Linked DNA regions of Triticum aestivum: region 1 is linked to region 2. A link is a contact called in public Hi-C data. All regions are on one chromosome and are shown on one strand. The core of a region is the stretch at or near the end of the contact, and the rest is flanking DNA. Distances in the headings are between cores, read along the strand shown.

Region 1 (3,222 bases), core at 452-2,951, 530 kb before region 2:
ATCATTTGTTCTCTTGGTCGTCTTGGCTTTTGTGTACAGACTGCAGATACTGCAAACAGTGTGTATCAATGGTGTAACTTGGTTGATTAGAAAGGGTGGGTAATGTTTGCACATGTCAACAAAGTTTCTTCCGAATTAGTCGGATCTGAAGCTAAAATTGCTTGTCCGGCCTCTACTTCTCTAGTGGTCGCCAAAATAGATCACATGGATGGATCTCCCATCTATTCGCTGAGCTACAGTAGTTTTTTCTTTCCATATGCGAGGTTATTGGAAGTAATAAGCATGATAAATTGCCTCAGCTACAAAGAAGGTACACTGAATGCACATGGGATTGAGCGCCCAGGGTTTATGGTCCCAATCATTCGCCATGCCGCTCGTACATCTGGTAGGTCATCGGAATAAAAGGAACGGGCGCCCAACTGCCGACTGGAATGGCGATGTACGCTGCACAAGGAAGAGGAAAGAGGGTTGTAGCGCGATCATGACCCGGAACAACCAATGTGGTCCAGGCTGGGCGCAACAGCAACATGTCGCGTCTGGCGAGCCGTCAATCCCCCCGATGATCCGGTTGCGCAGCCGCGGCTCCACCACACATGTAGGCGAGCAGCGCCCCGCAATCCAACTACTACATGGATTGTTGCTGGCCGCCGCTACCACTCTCAGCGCTTCATGGATAATCGCCGTCCGTCTGCGTCGCACCATCTGCCACACCCGTAACCTGGCCTTTTGTTTGAAAATGACTCGCAGAAATCTGTTTATCAGTCTTGCTGAATATCGGCTGAAAATGACCTGCTGTGTATGTAGCTGGGTCTCCATCAGACCATCGCCATTTCCAGGGTAACAGCATCCATGCAAGTCTTTTTTTTTTTCCTTTCTTTGCATACGGACGCTTTGCATGAGCTAGGCATGACAAATGACGTTTCAGAGGGGCTACTCGAAGCCAATGGAATGCAATGCGAATGCGGCATGACCAAGAAAATTGTAAACCTCGAGAGTTCTTCTATGCAGATCAATGTTACAGGCTTGAGCAAGGTGAGGTGAGATAATATCATAATAGAGCCGTCCGTAGAGGCGAGAGCTACCGGACGAAGACCCCATGTGGGCTGCCCCCCAATGCCTACAGTGCTGCACAGCGCTCCTGCTGCAGTGCTCCATGCTGTCCCTGCACGGCTGCAGTGCTCCTGTCCTCTGCACTGCACTGCACTTCAGATTTCTTGAGCCAAGTGCCCAAGTGCGCTACATTCAGGTTTTCAGGGTCAGACTTCAGATACCTCCATCTGTTTACGTACTTCCCAATAATTGCATATGGAGCTCCCCAAAAGCTGAAACCTCATGTTCAAACTCGCAAAGGAAAACCGGCCACCTCATGTTCAAGCTGGAATCATAATTTTCGTCACAATTCCTTGCAAATTATTTTTCATCAGAGAGACATGTGTAACCAAACCAACAACTTCATACGTGCATTTCCGACAAAGTCAGTGTATTTTCCTCATGCAGAGTCGAACATGTAGCTTCATATGTGCATTTTTTTCTGACATGCACACTCAGAAATGTGTATGACTCATATGCGCATTTTTTTCTGACATGCACACTCAGAAATGTGTATGACTTTGTTGTACATGCTTGTGACGTTTCAGAGCCAGAGGGCATAAAAAGAATATACAAAGAAAACGCACATGAAACTCCAGCCCCTTTATAAATTTGCACCCCACAGGGTCAGGGACCAAGCGGACAAGGCCCTATCCATCCATCCATCCCCATCAGATCACCTCCCCACACATCTGTGCGCCACCCGAACGAAAGCTAAGCCACCAGCAGCCATGGCATCTCGCGACGCCGCCACCTTCCAGCTCTACCGGCCCATGGCAATGCCGACGGCGACGCTCATGCCCCAGACGATGGCAATGCCCGGCTTCTCGTCGGCCGAGGCCGCGGACGACGCCGTGGTGAGAGTGCCGGCGCCGAGAACGGCGGGGGCGGCGAAGGGCGCCAAGGACCGGCACAGCAAGGTGAACGGGCGCGGGCGGCGCGTGCGCATGCCGATCGTGTGCGCGGCGCGCGTGTTCCAGCTCACCCGCGAGCTGGGGCTCAAGTCGGACGGGCAGACCGTGGAGTGGCTGCTCCGGCAGGCCGAGCCGTCCATCCTGGCCGCCACCGGCTCCGGCACCACCCCGGCCGTCTTCTCCTGCTCCTCCGCGCCCTCCACCGCCGCCGTCTCCCTCCTCGGGAAGCGGCCGCGCGAGGACCACGAGCACGAGGCGGCGCCGTCGTTCTGGGAGGCGCTGCAGGCCCGGCCCGTACCCTGGGGCCTCTCCCCGTCGCTGGAGGCGCAGGCGTACGCGTCGTCGGTGGCGCAGGGGCACCACCACCACCTGAACCTGCTCTCCGCGCTCTCCGGCGCCTCCAGGCGGCCAGAGGAGGAGTCCCGGTGACCGACCGCCGCTGCAGCTAGCGCCGAGCCGCGCGCGCTCTCTACGTGATCGCATGCGCTGACCTGCCAGTGCCCTGCTGCCTAATTCTTGGAGCCAAGCTAGCCAGGTGTTCCTGCTTGCTTGCCTGCTGCTGTGTGGTGTGGCTTGCCCTACGTACTTTATCATTTTCTTTTGCTTCCTTTCTCCTTTGCGTGCACCGTGTGTTTTCTTTTGCGTGGTTTTTGGTCTGGGAAGAAAGAATGGAGAATCTGGGCAGCATCAGAGATTCCAAGGTAGCAACTGTAGATACAAGCCTGCTAGAGATCTTACCACCCCATCTCGTCGGATTTGTGATTGTGCTTGTCACTAGTTATTACTACAGTGTATTACGCCACTGCCACGGCTCTGCCATTCCCTGCTGTCTGTGACGAGTCGATTGATCTATCTAACACAGTGCCACTCTTGTACCACTCGATTGTTGTTTTGCGTCAATGGAAGTCCCTCTATCTGTAGGAATCGTTTTGCCGATGCAAAGGCTCTGGTGTGATTGACATCTGCGGTAACTGTCGAACAATGATGGAACGAGATGACCCATTTGGCGCACTGCCATCACATTACGTACGTACATGGCAGGGCTGCGCTTTGCTGCGGAAGAATGATTTAGCTGATGTTTAGTAGATTTACTTTAATCGTGGGTTCGCTTTTATCCCTGCAATACTGCTGCTGGGGCAAAAGCTGCCGCTCTGCTAACGGCCTCTGCCACTTTGCCCTGATGAAAGGCTCCGGCTGTGTTCTCCGGCCATTATTGGTG
Region 2 (3,465 bases), core at 318-2,817:
CATGCAGCACGGTTAATTTCTTTGTCCATCCTAGTACAAATTAAGCAATCGCTTGGAAAAACATAAGCCAATCCAAATCGTACGCGGAAGGATCCAAGTTGCTCCGATCCGAAATAAGATCGAGCAATTCCAGCCAGGGCTGCTCCTGCTGCTCCACAGCAAAAGATGGCGCAGCAGCAGCGGCAGCCCGCAACTCCACTTCTCATCGTGCCGACGGAACAAACGGCGGGCCTCGCGTCTTCCTCCGCTCGGCTAGTCATTGCAGCTCGGCACCGCCGATGACCTGCTGCATGTACTTGCAGGACCTCTGGTAGCTGACGAAGCCCATGAACCAGAACTCGAAGCCGTCGACGGTGGCGACGTGGATGTACTTCTCCTCCGGCCGGTCGACGTTCTCGCTCGGCCGCACCTTGTCGATCCGCTTGAGCGGGACGACCACCTTGTAGGAGACGCGCGCCACGTCGCCCCTGGGGGAGGTGACGGTGACGGGCCGGTCGCTGCGGAAGGCGATCCTCTTGGTGGAGACGAAGAGCATCCCGGCGATGGGGCCGCCGGTGGTGTAGAGGTAGCACTGCAGCGCCTTCACCAGCCGCTCGCCCTTCTCGGCCGTGAACGCCTTCCGGAACACGCGCTCGATCCCGCCGGCCTGCAGGATCTTGGCCCCCAGGCTCAGCTTCCCCTTCACGGTCTCCGATATCTTGGGACCCAGGGTCACTGCATACGGTGAACAATGTTGGTCAGAACACAAGCACCTTTCACGCACCAACATTTAACAGCCATTGAATTACAGAAGAAACATGCATGCACGATCGAGTGCGTGCTACTCACCATGCTCACGGAAGCCTTGCGCCCTTCTGCTCAGCTTGCTCACCCAGTGGACAACCTGACCTTTGCTGCCTGCAGAATCAACACACTAGCATAAGCCTCAACATCTTTGCTCTTGCATGCATGCGTCAGAAGTTCGATGGCAAAATATGGCCATGCATGCATGAATGATCGGGACCTACTGTGCTTGTAGCCGAAAGAAGTGTAGGGGCTAGGATTCGTCAAGGAGACAGCAAGGTGGTCGCCGTCGGCCTTCCTGAACGACTGGCCGTCCCTGGCCGACGGCGCCTTCTCCTCAATCCCATACGCCTTGGAGGTCACCGGGACTCCCACGACATGGCCGCCGCTGCTCGACTTCATCTTGGCTGGCTGCTGCAGGAAGCTCGACGAAGAACGAGCGATCAACTAGGTCCGGCGTGCGTTGCGCTGCGCTGGTGGTGGTGGCTTAACTTAGCGAGTAAGGTATCGGGGATTGGTACCAGAGTGCCGCTGCGGTGGCCGGGCTTTTATAGGCGGCCGCGCGCGGTGGTGGATCCTTTTGGCAAAGGCAGCGGACATGCGGAGTCAGCAGCCGGGCCGGCCGAGTCACCGGCGGATCAGAAAGGCGCGCGCGGTCGTCCACGTTCGTGTGTGGAGCTGGCCGCGTCATTCCTTGGCTAATTCGGCCTGGCCAACCTAGCTAGAGACGGAGCTTTAGCGGCCCTTGGCCCTTGCCCCCTTTCCATTTCCATGGGAGGGCCAGGTGCAGTATATTCATTTGCTCGAAAGCGCGATTCGAGATTTCTCTATGGGATCGGGGCATGGCATGGCGAGATGGCTACGTGCGGTGGGTTCTCTGCCGCTTTCCAGGAAGCGCCCCATGTGCCTGCACATTCTCGCTCCCACCGGATTACGGGTAAAGGCGGGTGGCGCCGTGTCGGGGGCAACAACGGACCCCATCGATGCGCAGTGCAAGGACCAGTAGGATGCATAAGTTTTCTTGTAGGGATCGATGCCATGCCTGTGTAGATGACTTTCGTCTCGTGCACTGCACTCAGACAGTATACTACTGTATCTTCCCGCAAAAAAAAAAGTATACTACTGTATCATAATATCAGTAACATGCATGCATGTAGACCATATATGTGCATGCACGTGGACCATATATGTGTACACATCATCTAGGTTTGTAATGTTGACGGTCCAACGCAAGGGCGGCAAGAGTTTGTTCCCGAGATCGCTGCCGCAATGGACCTCTAACCATGATCCATCGATTCATCGACGTGGAACCAGGGCGAACATGACTCACTCACAGCCATTTCACTGAAAATCGACCAGAACACCGCTAACAACAGTTTGGCAGTTGGTACTCTTCCAAGCCGAGCTTGCCCACCCATCGAAGTTTCCGCTCGTGCTACCCTACCCACAAATCTACACGTCCTGTTCGGAGTCAGACCCCACGCAGCACCGAGTCAGCATGCCTGCAGCCTCACCTAACATCGCATGTAACCGTCGGCCCGGGGCGCAGTGCGTGCGTGTCCACCCGGTAGCGGTGCACCGGCAAGCGCGGCCGGCATGGGCGCCATACCGTCTCTGTCCCCCGGATTTGAACCGGCAACCACACGGGCGTTGCGAGGTCGGCCGCTGCACCGTCCCCGAATCTGCGAGGCTTGGTTCATGGTTTGTTGGGCGCGAATGAATGCGCGCGCGCGCGCGCGACGTCGGCCGGCCGCGTTGTCTTGTCACATGGAGAGCCCGCAGCTACCTACTCTACTCGTCGGAGGCAGATCTTGGCTTTCGGGTGGGGCTCGCCGCCGTCTCAGCGTATCTGCGCCGCGGACTACGTGTCGAAGCCGAAGCGGAGATGTCGCGGCGAGGGAAAGGGAGATCACGAGACGAGATCGGTTTCAGGCCGACCAGTTCCGTCCTTCGGAAAAGATGGAAAATGGCACAGCGAAATCTCTACTCCTAATGGAGCAGTTGGTAGTCTCGCTTCCAAATTTTTTTTCGTCCCGCCACTTTCGTTCGGTTTTTTTTCGTCCCACCTCCACTGATTTTTTTTCGTAGGTTTTTTTTCGGAGGTTTTTTCGTCCGCTCCTCTCGATCCCTAGACGCCGCCGCCCGCCCCTTCCAGCCCTAGCCGCAACCCCAACCCCATGGAGATCGAGATCAAGCCCCTTCCAGCCTCTCCTCCTTCCTCGCGCCCCGCCTGCTCCGCACCGACGCCCCCGCGCGGCCCCTCGCCGCCGCCGCCGCCGCCACCGCCGCCCAGCGGGACGTCCGCCTCTACGGCACCGACGACCGCGACCCCTCCCGCGCCGTCCTCACGCTCAAGCGCCGCCCGCGCATCGATGCCGGCGTCAGCTGCGTTGAGGAGTTCGTGGAGCCCCTCGACCCCGCCCTCGCCCTCACCTGCATCGACAACCCTGCCCGTCTCGGTGCGGTCGACTCCCCCTGCTTGGTCTTCCTTCTTCGTTACTTTTAGGTTTGCCCTTCTTCTTTCCTCCTTTAATTTCTTGAGCGGGCTGTTGTCTGTCAGCGCCTGTTACTCCGGTAGATGGTTTTATGTTGCAGAAAAGCAGGGTAATGCTGGCCTCAAGCCATGGGTCGGTGCCGTCCAGCGGCGCAGTCGTGGACGGACGGTGCGGCTGATAAGCATAC

What was found. Hi-C and Micro-C count contacts between places; a contact is called where the count stands out from the background.
Region 1: a contact with region 2 is called in a Hi-C map of leaf, with 7 times the contacts expected there. The contact joins the promoter of LOC123041668 here to the promoter of LOC123041663 in region 2. A contact is called at or near these places in 2 of 5 Hi-C or Micro-C datasets (both in leaf).

The regions. Positions count from the first base shown.
Region 1 is chr2B:565,257,715-565,260,936 of IWGSC CS RefSeq v2.1, reverse strand. It overlaps LOC123041668 (transcription factor TCP7), which reads left to right and starts at 1,701. Exons shown (of 1, transcript XM_044464251.1): 1 at 1,701-2,881. The coding sequence starts at 1,821. The coding sequence ends at 2,432. It overlaps LOC123046064 (probable sphingolipid transporter spinster homolog 2), which reads left to right. Exons shown (of 16, transcript XM_044469354.1): 16 at 1-113.
Region 2 is chr2B:564,725,235-564,728,699 of IWGSC CS RefSeq v2.1, reverse strand. It overlaps LOC123041663 (GEM-like protein 4), which reads right to left and starts at 1,567. Exons shown (of 3, transcript XM_044464247.1): 1 at 1,008-1,567; 2 at 829-897; 3 at 1-714. The coding sequence starts at 1,185. The coding sequence ends at 257. LOC123046059 (a long non-coding RNA gene) reads left to right here and starts at 2,482. Exons shown (of 6, transcript XR_006421924.1): 1 at 2,482-3,465.